2 separate regions of the Oncorhynchus mykiss genome follow, and region 1 is linked to region 2. A link is a contact called in public Hi-C data. All regions are on one chromosome and are shown on one strand. Each heading gives the region's core, a stretch centred on a gene start, on an enhancer-like site or on the middle of the called end of the contact. The rest is flanking DNA. Distances are from core to core; before and after follow the strand shown. Region 1 holds the start of LOC110488185 (AT-rich interactive domain-containing protein 1A). Region 2 overlaps LOC110488185 (AT-rich interactive domain-containing protein 1A).

Evidence for each region. Hi-C and Micro-C count contacts between places; a contact is called where the count stands out from the background.
Region 1: a contact with region 2 is called in a Hi-C map of liver, with 8 times the contacts expected there. The contact joins the promoter of LOC110488185 here to the enhancer-like site in region 2. A contact is called at or near these places in 3 of 3 Hi-C or Micro-C datasets (blood and liver).

The regions. Positions count from the first base shown.
Region 1 is chr32:26,660,363-26,664,939 of USDA_OmykA_1.1, forward strand. LOC110488185 (AT-rich interactive domain-containing protein 1A) reads right to left here and starts at 1,516. Exons shown (of 19, transcript XM_036971647.1): 1 at 1,383-1,516.
Region 2 is chr32:26,597,064-26,602,370 of USDA_OmykA_1.1, forward strand. It overlaps LOC110488185 (AT-rich interactive domain-containing protein 1A), which reads right to left. Exons shown (of 19, transcript XM_036971647.1): 13 at 4,391-4,523; 14 at 4,014-4,171; 15 at 3,497-3,761; 16 at 3,176-3,272; 17 at 2,126-2,966; 18 at 630-760; 19 at 1-429. Among protein-coding and RNA genes, the nearest start is that of zdhhc18b, 16 kb to the left of the region's middle. Within about 2 kb of position 3,253, at least 1 of the 11 cell types and tissues checked has an H3K27ac peak or open chromatin away from gene starts, as enhancers often do. A contact at or near this core is called in liver, where this site is marked.

The DNA.
Region 1 (4,577 bases), core at 266-2,765, 62 kb after region 2:
CAATATGGGGAATGGGTTAGGGTTTTCTCTAGACAGTAGCATGGGGTTTCCGACGGGAGGGGCCATCCAGTCGCAGAGTGATATCAATACAGTCTAAATAAACATAACAGCAAGGCCCAGTGCAGAATGCTGAGCTGACCTTTCCTCCAGATCATCCAATGAATGTCATCGAGAGATACAGGAAAACATTCAGAGATACAATTCGTCTACATTATAATTCCAAGGCTGTTCTTCCCACTCTCCAAATGTGACCATTACTGACGTTTACACCGGCACTGACTGAAATTGAACCACTATGTTTATTTTGCATGAAATCCTCCTCCTTGCTCTGCTTTTTCACAATGATTTTCTGAGGTAAAAAGACTAAGATCAGCTTTCTGGATGAGAAAGAGAGATAGTGAGAGAAAGAGAGCGCGCGAGAGAGAGAGAGCAAGAGAGACCCTGTCTGTGATGATAGAGAATCATTTTCTTTGAAGTCCTCCCCAAAAATATTTTGGTTGCATGTCAACTAAATGTACCTCCCTGCTGTCAGCCTCTTTCAGAGACATGGGCAAAGGCAATTTTGTTTAGAGACTCCCAACACCCAACAGGAGGTGATTTTCCCTATTGTGTTCCCTAATATGTCATCTCTTTGAAATGGTGTCACATTGACATCGAACACAGTGGCACCCCAATGTTTGATTAAAGTCCTGGCTGAGGCCGCCTCATTCCTTGAAATCGGTCTGTCTTTTCTTTTCTCACATGTGCTGCAGCCTGGCTGCCTGTATCTCTGTCCAACAGCCCCTCTGATGCTCGGCGCACAGAGGAGGACAAACAGATGGGGACAGACAGAGGCATCAGACAGAGGAGAACAGAGGAGCCAGAGGAGCAAGGGATAACCAATAGACCAATAGGGAGGTGTGTTGGTTTTGTCACCCATTCCAAATACTTGAGTGTTGTTTGAGGGAAGAATCCCGGCCAGTGGACGCATTCCCGGGCCAGAGGGCAGACAGTGGAGAAAGTTGGCGTGGATAGACTTAGGGTCAGGCTGGTTCAGATGGATCATAGAGAGTATATAGTCTTGTTTTTCTGATAGATCGTTGGCTATATAGAGAATCTATGGTCAGGGAGTTCTGGCCATCAAGCTTGTATAGCCTATATTAGAAGATTGAGATCTGGCGGAGATCACCCAAATTAACTAATCCATTTGTATTTATTTTTTTCCCTTCTGGTGTAATACATAAATTCCCTCTGGAAAAAAATATGGTATTCTATTCTATCCCAGTATTAATGTTGCCTACCATGTGACTGGAATATTTGATAAGAATGCATATGGACAAAATAATACAGTTGACTTTACTATAGCAAAATATAAAGATTGATACTTAAACATGTATCTTTACCTCACGACTGTGTGTTGCAGGCAGGCTTTCCCCGGCGTTGTTTCCATGAGGTAAAATATCAGCTCTAGTCTGGAGTACAGAACACCAGCCCTGCCCTCAATGAACACAAATATGGCATTTATTAACAGTTAAAATGTGGGAATAGAAAAATATATATTTAAATTCTCACATTGAGACACTATTTAAACCGAAGACATGTGACGCTGGAGTTTTGTTTGCATACTTTTTAAAGGGTTTTTGGGTTAGATTAAAATCAAACCCCACTCCGGGTTTTCGAAGCGATTCTAGCTTCAATTTACTGTGTGCGCTTTCAGCGGCGAAGCACGCACTGCCAAGTTTAAGGATTCCTCCGCGGCTCACTTGTGCGTGTGTGTGTATGTGTGTGCGTGTGTGTGTGTGACTGTGTTTTTTTGCCGGAAAACAACAAAATACCCGGCCATTTCACCTTGGAAAATGGTGCTGGAAAATAGGATTTCACTCAAGATTTTACAGGGGTGTGTGTATCGTGGTTAAAATCTACTAAATGACGATTTTAGTTAACTTATGGACTATTTTGCCTGACTGTCCTGCCTTTCTAACACATACAATGCATTCCTGTGTTGCTCCGCCGGTGATGGGGCCTGCCTGCCTGCTGCTGTTCCTGTAACTCCCGCCTTAGAAGAGAAGAGGAGAGAGAGGGTGAAAGGGAGAAAAGAAAGAGAAGATAAGGGTAACGAAAAGTGGAAAGGCTCGGGTAGAAAATATAGAAGGCAATTTTGGGAAAGATAGTTTATCAACAAAAATATTGAATTGGTACATTAATTGAAAAATATACATACATGCACAAAGATTGTCTGGGAATAAAATATGTTATTCTCCCAGCAATTTAGTGTTTTTTACTGCACATTGAGGAAATACTGTTTATAATATTTCCAAAACATATTTCCCCATATTATTTATTGAAATGAGGGAAATATCTATTTTACACATATATGACTGTCTGTTATTTTGTATGTAGGCCCAGTACGCAGAGCTATTCATTCAAAACAGTGATTGTAAGGCAAATTCTCTCCCCTCTTTCATATTCTTAATTTCCAATATCTTTAAAGGGGACTTCCCTCCCACTCCCTTAGCTTAATATCATATATAACCCGTCAATTCATTTTGAGTCAGCTTCTGTTTTGCGTAGAGGTTTGTGTCTGGGAGGCGAATAGAGCCGAGGCTCCTTGGTTTGTGAGGGATGCCTGACATTTTCACAGCCGGACTAGTGTGGAAAACCAGATTCCACTGGCCATAAGTGACACTTTATGGTCTCTGATTTGGTTTGGGGAGAGATTGCCAGGCAACAAAACTAGCCTGAGTCCTGAATGAAATAGCCATCTGTTCCGTGGGCCGGTAAAACTGAATTAATTTCACATCATCCTGGAATTCAGCTGTAGATTGATGTCTCAGGGTAAAAACTCCACAACGTGGATGGTGCCCCTGACCTCTCTGGTGATAAAATAAATAAATAATCAATAGCAATTTTGTTATTTTTCTTCAGCTATAAGTATTAAACAATGTTTTTTGTTGTTGTATGTTGTCCATACTGTATGGTTGTACATATTTCCTTCTTATAGCCTGCACTGAGAGCATATAAAATGATGAAAGCAGTTTAGCAGTCTGTTATGGCCTAATTGAAATGGGACACACAGTGTCACACTGCAAAAACAGGACACAGGCCGTGTTTGTATTCCCATACAGTAAACCAGGTCAAAGTGGAATAATCCCTTTATCTATAGGCTGTGATATACTGTACATTTCCTTATTCCCTCCTATAAACTTCCTATTCATAAATCTAGCCTGGGCCAAGATTATTTGGAAGGAGATTGAGTTTCCTGGGTTATAGACAAATAACAAAAACCTTAAAGACTTCATCTTTAGGAAATATTACAGCATAATCGAACTGATTAACTGAATCAACAAAAACAATTTCTTTATTGACGTTTGCAATATTACAACATGTTAATGTTACAACATGTTAATATTTTTTTTAAACAGGACTCAGACATTTCTGTGTGATTCTAAGGATTTTCTTCTGGTAACAGCAACGTAGGCAAAGCAGTCCTACGTACAAAGAGCATGGTTTGAGTGAGGGAGGGAGGGAGTCCGGGGTTGACGATACTGCAGTGCTAGACTATCCAGGTGAACACACACACGCCTGCTGACAGCTGACCCTTAACCCCTGGGAGGAGGAGGGCAGAGGGCTGTGACTATGCACCACACAACATTTCCTGACCTAGCCTCTCCGGTCTTTCTGCGTATTAGACACAGACTGGTTTAGCTCCCGATCCACGGTGGTGGCTGGCGTTGAGTTGGGACATAATGCCTTTTCAGAGGAATGGATGAGGGGTCAGCATCGCGACCCCACCACAGGGCTTTTGTATGGAGGAAACTTTGTTTCTCACTCTGTGGTCTCACTGACAACCACCTTCCTAACCTATGCTTTGTACGTTTGCATACATTTAATCAGCAGATTACTTACAGTAATGAGTACTATTGTATGGAGGATATAGACAGCAAACTTGGATCCCATTGTGTTCAAACGTTCACAACCCATGCACAACCCCATGCTTTACAATCCATTTCCTGCGCACATTAAATCATTGCTTTTCATTAGCACATTAGATATAAATCAAATAAAATTGTATTTGTCACATGCGCTGAATACAACAGGTGTCGACCTTACAGTGAAATGCTTACTTACAAGCCCTTAACCGACCATGCAGTTTTAAGAAGAATACCAAAATAAGAAATACAAGTAACAAATAATTAGCAGCAGTAAAATAACAATAGCGACGCTATATAAAGACGGTACCGGTACAGAGTCAATGTGCGGGGGCACGGGTTAGTCGGGGTAATTGGGGTAATATGTACATGTAGGTAGAATTATCAAAGTTGCTATGAGATGCGGTTTGAATAATTGCGCCGCTCTTTTGGTCTCTGCTACGGTCACACATGTCCCTCTCACCCAGTTCTCATAGGCACCGATGATCACATTTACTGTAACTCCGCTGTGACTATGACTCCATCAGTCTGAGTCCATGTAACAAGACTCTGACACTAGCTAATCCCAATGCCATTGTGGCTGTGGTGATAGACTGTGGTGCAGTGTCATCATGATGATGTGTGCTTTATTTCATAGACTGAGAACATGTACACAGCACAGATCCTCTT
Region 2 (5,307 bases), core at 2,003-4,502:
GGGCAGCTTGTCGAACTTACTGGCCTGTTTGGGTTTCTCCTGGGAGAGGCTAGAGTCCTGAGGGGCTGGGGAGGAGGAAGAAGACTCTCCTCCTTCCCTTTCCTCCTCTGCTGTCAACTTCTCCGTTGTAGATTTCTCCTCTTTCCCCACCCCCTCCTGTTTCACCTGGACCTGCTGCGACGAGGTGGTGGTGTCTGTGTTGCTTTTCCTCTCCTCCTCCTCCTCTTCGTCATCCTCTTCTTCTTCCTCGTCCTCCTCCATGTCCTCCTGCTCAGGTAGCTCTTCATCAGAGCAGTCTTCGTCAGCAGTATGCGGGTCGATGAGCATCCTCTGGCCAGGGTCTCCCACCTCATACTCCTTCAGGATGCCAAAGATCTCGATGAGGCAGCGTCTGAAATACTCCACTACCAGCTCCAGGAACCCAGGCAGCTGAGAGGAGACAGGATATGACAGGACAGGCTGTAATCATGCATTAATTCTTTATTCAGAGATGTGACAACCTAGAACATCTGATTGGAGGATAATGTCAGACAATACATAGATATTTGAAAGTTTTATTAGAATGCTTCTTAAAGAAAAACACTATCATCTGGTTAAAATGTTTCATTCTAAGGCCTGTTGTAACTCACCTGGCAGAGGTTGAAAGTAGAAATGCTGTTGTCATCATACAGTAGAATATTAATGGTGTCCAAGGCCCAAGTGCTCTCAGCTAGTAAGCCTGACTTCAGTGACATCATCACTCTCCAGGCCTCTGGGGTGCCTGAGAGAACACAGCAGAAAATACATCAGTGACTGATACAGGAGGATGGTACCACTTTACTAGCATTACAGACCTTTTTTTATCCATTACAGTAACATCAAATTGATCAGAAATACAGTGTAGACATTGTTAATGTTGTAAATGACTATTGTAGCTGGAAACTGCTGATTTTTAATGGTGTATCTACAGAGGCCCAATATCAGCAACTATCACTCCTGTGTTCCAATGGCACGTGTTAGCGAATCCAAGTTTATCATTTTAAAAAGCGAATTGATCATTAGAAAAACCTTTTACAATGTTAGCAGCACAGCTGAAAACTGTTGTTCTGATTAAAGAAGCAATAAAACTGGCCTTTTTTTTTGGAGTAAATGAGTATCTGGAGCGTCAGCATTTGTGGGTTCGATTACAGGCTCAAATGGCCAGAAACAAAGAACTTACTTCTGAAACTTGTCAGTCTATTCTTGTTCTGAAAAATGAAGGCTATTCCATGAGAGAAACTGCCAAGAAACTGAAGATATCATACAACACTGTGTACTTCTCCCTTCACAGAACAGCGCAAACTGTCTCCAACTAGAACAGAATGAGTGGGAGGCCCCGGTGCACAAATGAGCAAGAGGACAAGTACTTGAGTGTCTAGTTTGAGCAACAGACGCCTCACAAGTCCTCAACTGGCAGCTTCATTAAATAGTACCCGCAAAACACCAGCCTCAACGGCAACAGTGAAGAGGCGAGTTTGCGCTGTTCTGTGAAGTACACAGCGTTGTACGAGATCTTCATTTTCTTGGCAATTTCTTGCATGGAAGCCTTCATTTCTCAGAACAAGAATAGACTGACAAGTTTCAGAAGAAAGTTCTTTGTTTCTGGCAAGTTTGAGCCTGTAATCAAACCCACAAATGCTGATGCTCAAGATACTCAACTAATCTAAAGAAGGCCAGTTGTATCGCTTCTTTAATCAGTACAACAGTTTTCAGCAGTGCTAACATAATTGCAAAAGGGTTTTCTAGTGATCAATTAGCCTTTTAAAATTATAAACTTGGATTAGCTAACACAATGTGCCATTGGAACACAGGAGTGATAGTTGCAGATAATGGGCCTCTGTACGCCTATGTAGATATTCCATAAGTATTACTATTATTTTTATTATTATTTTATTTTATTTAAATCAGCCGTTTCCAGCTACAATAGTCATTTACAACATTAACAATGTCTACACTGTATTTCTGATCAATTTGATATTATTTTAAAAGAACAAAATATGTGCTTTTCTTTCAAAAACAAAGACATTTCTAAGTGACCCCAATGTAAGTGACTTTGTGCAAAGGGTCTGCTAACATTTAATGTCCTGAAAATGGCAAGTTTGCGTACCGATGTCTTTCATGGTGAGTCTTCCTCTGGGTTTGAGGATGGGTTGGGAGGCCTCCACCGACCCTGGGGGGAAGGATATGTCCCGCCTGATGAGAGGGGGCTGCACAGGGGCCTGGCCTATGTGGGAAGCAGGCACGGGGGGCCCCGCCTTCTGCATCTTGATGCCGGAGTGCATGTAGGGTGACTTGGAGGGGGACGTCCGGCTCTCCATGGGGCGGGGCATGGGGGCAGGACTGGACACCTGGGATATGTGGTTCTGGGAGCTCTGATAGTTGGACTGCAGAGGTCTGGACATGGGGGGACCCGAGCCCCCCGGCCCGTAGGGGGGTTGTCTCTGGTTGGGGTGTCCCGGCCACTGGCCCTCGTGGTTAATCCGCTGGTCTGCCCCTGGCATCATCTCCTCAGACCGGTTCATGCCGTGGTACCCCTGGGGGGGCCCCTGGCCAGGTCCCGGAGGCCCCTGTCGGTTGGGGTAGTTGGGGTAGCCCATCTCGTTGCGTCCCTGCCACATGGGGCACTGAGGGCCGTCAGGGGCCGCCTGCATTGGGCTGCCCATCATTTGGGGAGGCATGGGGGACTGGGAGTTTGGGACACCGCTAGAGGGCCCCCGGTCTCGGCCGAAGGGGAAGGGGAACTGGCCCTGGGGGCCAGGTGGTCGGCGGTCGGAGCCAGGGTAACCTGTGTTGTACTGATTGTACATGTCCTGTTGGCCCTGGGGGGCCCCAGGGGGCTGGGGCCCTGGCTGCTGCTGACCGCTGAAGGGGACATTGTACATCCCATCCCCCTCGTGACGCTTCGCTGGGGGACCGTAGGCCCCGTCGCCTGGAGACCGCTTATAGTTCTGAAGACAGTAACATTGTTAGCATCTCAATATCAAAAGAATACTATTGATTATGAATTCAATACATTTCAAGTTAAATATATATCTCATCCCACATTCATTACATGGAAGTTATACTGATGAATGTAAGTCCATTTTAACTCCACATTTACAAGGCTTCTGAAGCAGATATGAGTATACAAAGAGAGCAGTGGACAAAATGTTCTTACCGGTTGTTGCTGTGGAAACATTCCTGGCTGCTGATTGGGGTAGGGGCCACCAGGTGGCGCTCCTTGGCCAGGATACTGATTACCATAGGAATCATGCCTGAAACAACATACAACAAGGTAAACAAACTAACACTTTGGCTATTGAAATGCAGCAGAAATTAACTCAAATAAACTAGACAGAAAACACAAAATAAGACAACGTAAACGTTTGAATAGATAACATAAGCTCACACCAAGATCCACACCTTCTTGACAAAATACAGTAATTATTTAACATGTATAAGATCCATTATGTGACTTAGCCCAGTTTGAGATACTGACCGTTGCACCGGTGGGGGTCGGCTGGGGGAGTACATCCCCGAATCGGCCCCTGAAGGCATCAGGTTGGGCTGGGGGGCTCCAGGACCCATACTGCCGTCAGGACCCATCCCTGGTTCCTGTCTCCTGTCATATCCAGGTACATAGGGGTACTGTTGTCTCTGACCCATCTGCATGTTGGGGACCATGGGCCCTGGGGGGCCTCTGTTGAACTGCCCCTCCACACCACTGTTAGGGCCCAACGCTGGAGTCATGAATTGCTCTCCAGCTGCAGAGACACAAAGAGTTCTGGTTAAACACTAAACAGTGTCTCAATATTGAATGGGACAAGTCTGTCTAGGCCACTTAGCAGGTGGTTAGAACCCACCACAACCCACAAAGCCACAGTCTTAACCAGCTGAGCCACGCATGATCACACTGGATGATAGACAATATACTCCATGTCTTCGTACAGTATTCTTCTACAATTTCCTATGACCTCCAAATAAAATGTCTAAAAACCAGTTAACCCACTGCTCACCTTTCCTCATGCCACCAAAGGGGTCCTTGTTGGGTTCATAGGGCCCCATGCGCCCCATCATCTCCGGACCACCCATCCCAGGCTGGTAGCTGTTAGGGGTCATAGAGTTCCGTCTGGCAAACGCCGGGTCGCCCCCGTCTGCAAACGGGTCCTGCAGCCTATAGGGAAGCAAGAGAGAGTTAATTACCAACAGAATAAAAAAAAAGCTAAATAGAGTTTTCAATTGTGTTAATTGAGTTTGCTTCCCCTTGAATGGAAAAATCTCTTCTGTTTTTGTTACCAACACTTCTTCGGTGGAAGGAGGAAGGGTAGGAGATTGTTGTCAGGTGTGGTAGAGAGTGATGTTTTGAGACAGTAGTAGAGAGTATCATAGGTACCTGACTCCTGGCATGGGGGGTATCTGGCTGTGAGGAGTGGAGGCTGGGGTGGGGGGCTTTAGGTCCCCCCCCTCCGCCATGGAACTACTGGTAGACTGGGGGGTCTGGGGGCCCTGCAGAGATCCAGACCCAGCTGCAACACACAGTAGAAATACACACATTTTAGGCACACGTCACGGGGCTAAATCCCACACAGCCTCAGTGGTAGTAGAGGCTCACAGTGAGAGATAGAGAGACCACCTTAGCAGTGTTGAGGCTAAACCTCTCTCAAATCCCATGCTGCACACACAGTGCACAGAGGAGTCAGGCTGGCTTTGGGAATCCTACATCTCAGCATGCCTAGCTGCCGGCATCACCAAGTCACCAGGAAACAATGATCTAAAATCAGCCTCTGTCAGATTACCACATGGTCCAGTGTGTTTGTGTTGCATGGCATGGGGGGGCTCTCATCAGATTACCACATGGTCCAGTGTGTTTGTGTTGCATGGCATGGGGGGGGGGGGGGGGGGGGGGGGGCTCTCATCAGATTACCACATGGTCCAGTGTGTTTGTGTTGCATGGCATGGGGGGGGGGGGGGGGGCTCTCATCAGATTACCACATGGTCCAGTGTGTTTGTGTTGCATGGCATGGGGGGGGGGGGGCTCTCATCAGATTGCCACATGGTCCAGTGTGTTTGTGTTGCATGGCATGGGGGAGGGGGGGGCTCTCATCAGATTACCACATGGTCCAGTGTGTTTGTGTTGCATGGCATGGGGGGGGGGGGCTCTCATCAGATTACCACATGGTCCAGTGTGTTTGTGATGCATGGCATGGGGGAGCTCTCGTCAGATTACCACATGGCCCAGTGTGTTTGTGTTGCATGGCATGGGGGGGGCTCTCGTCCTTTGCCCAGCTCACGCCTTTCTGATGAGTCATG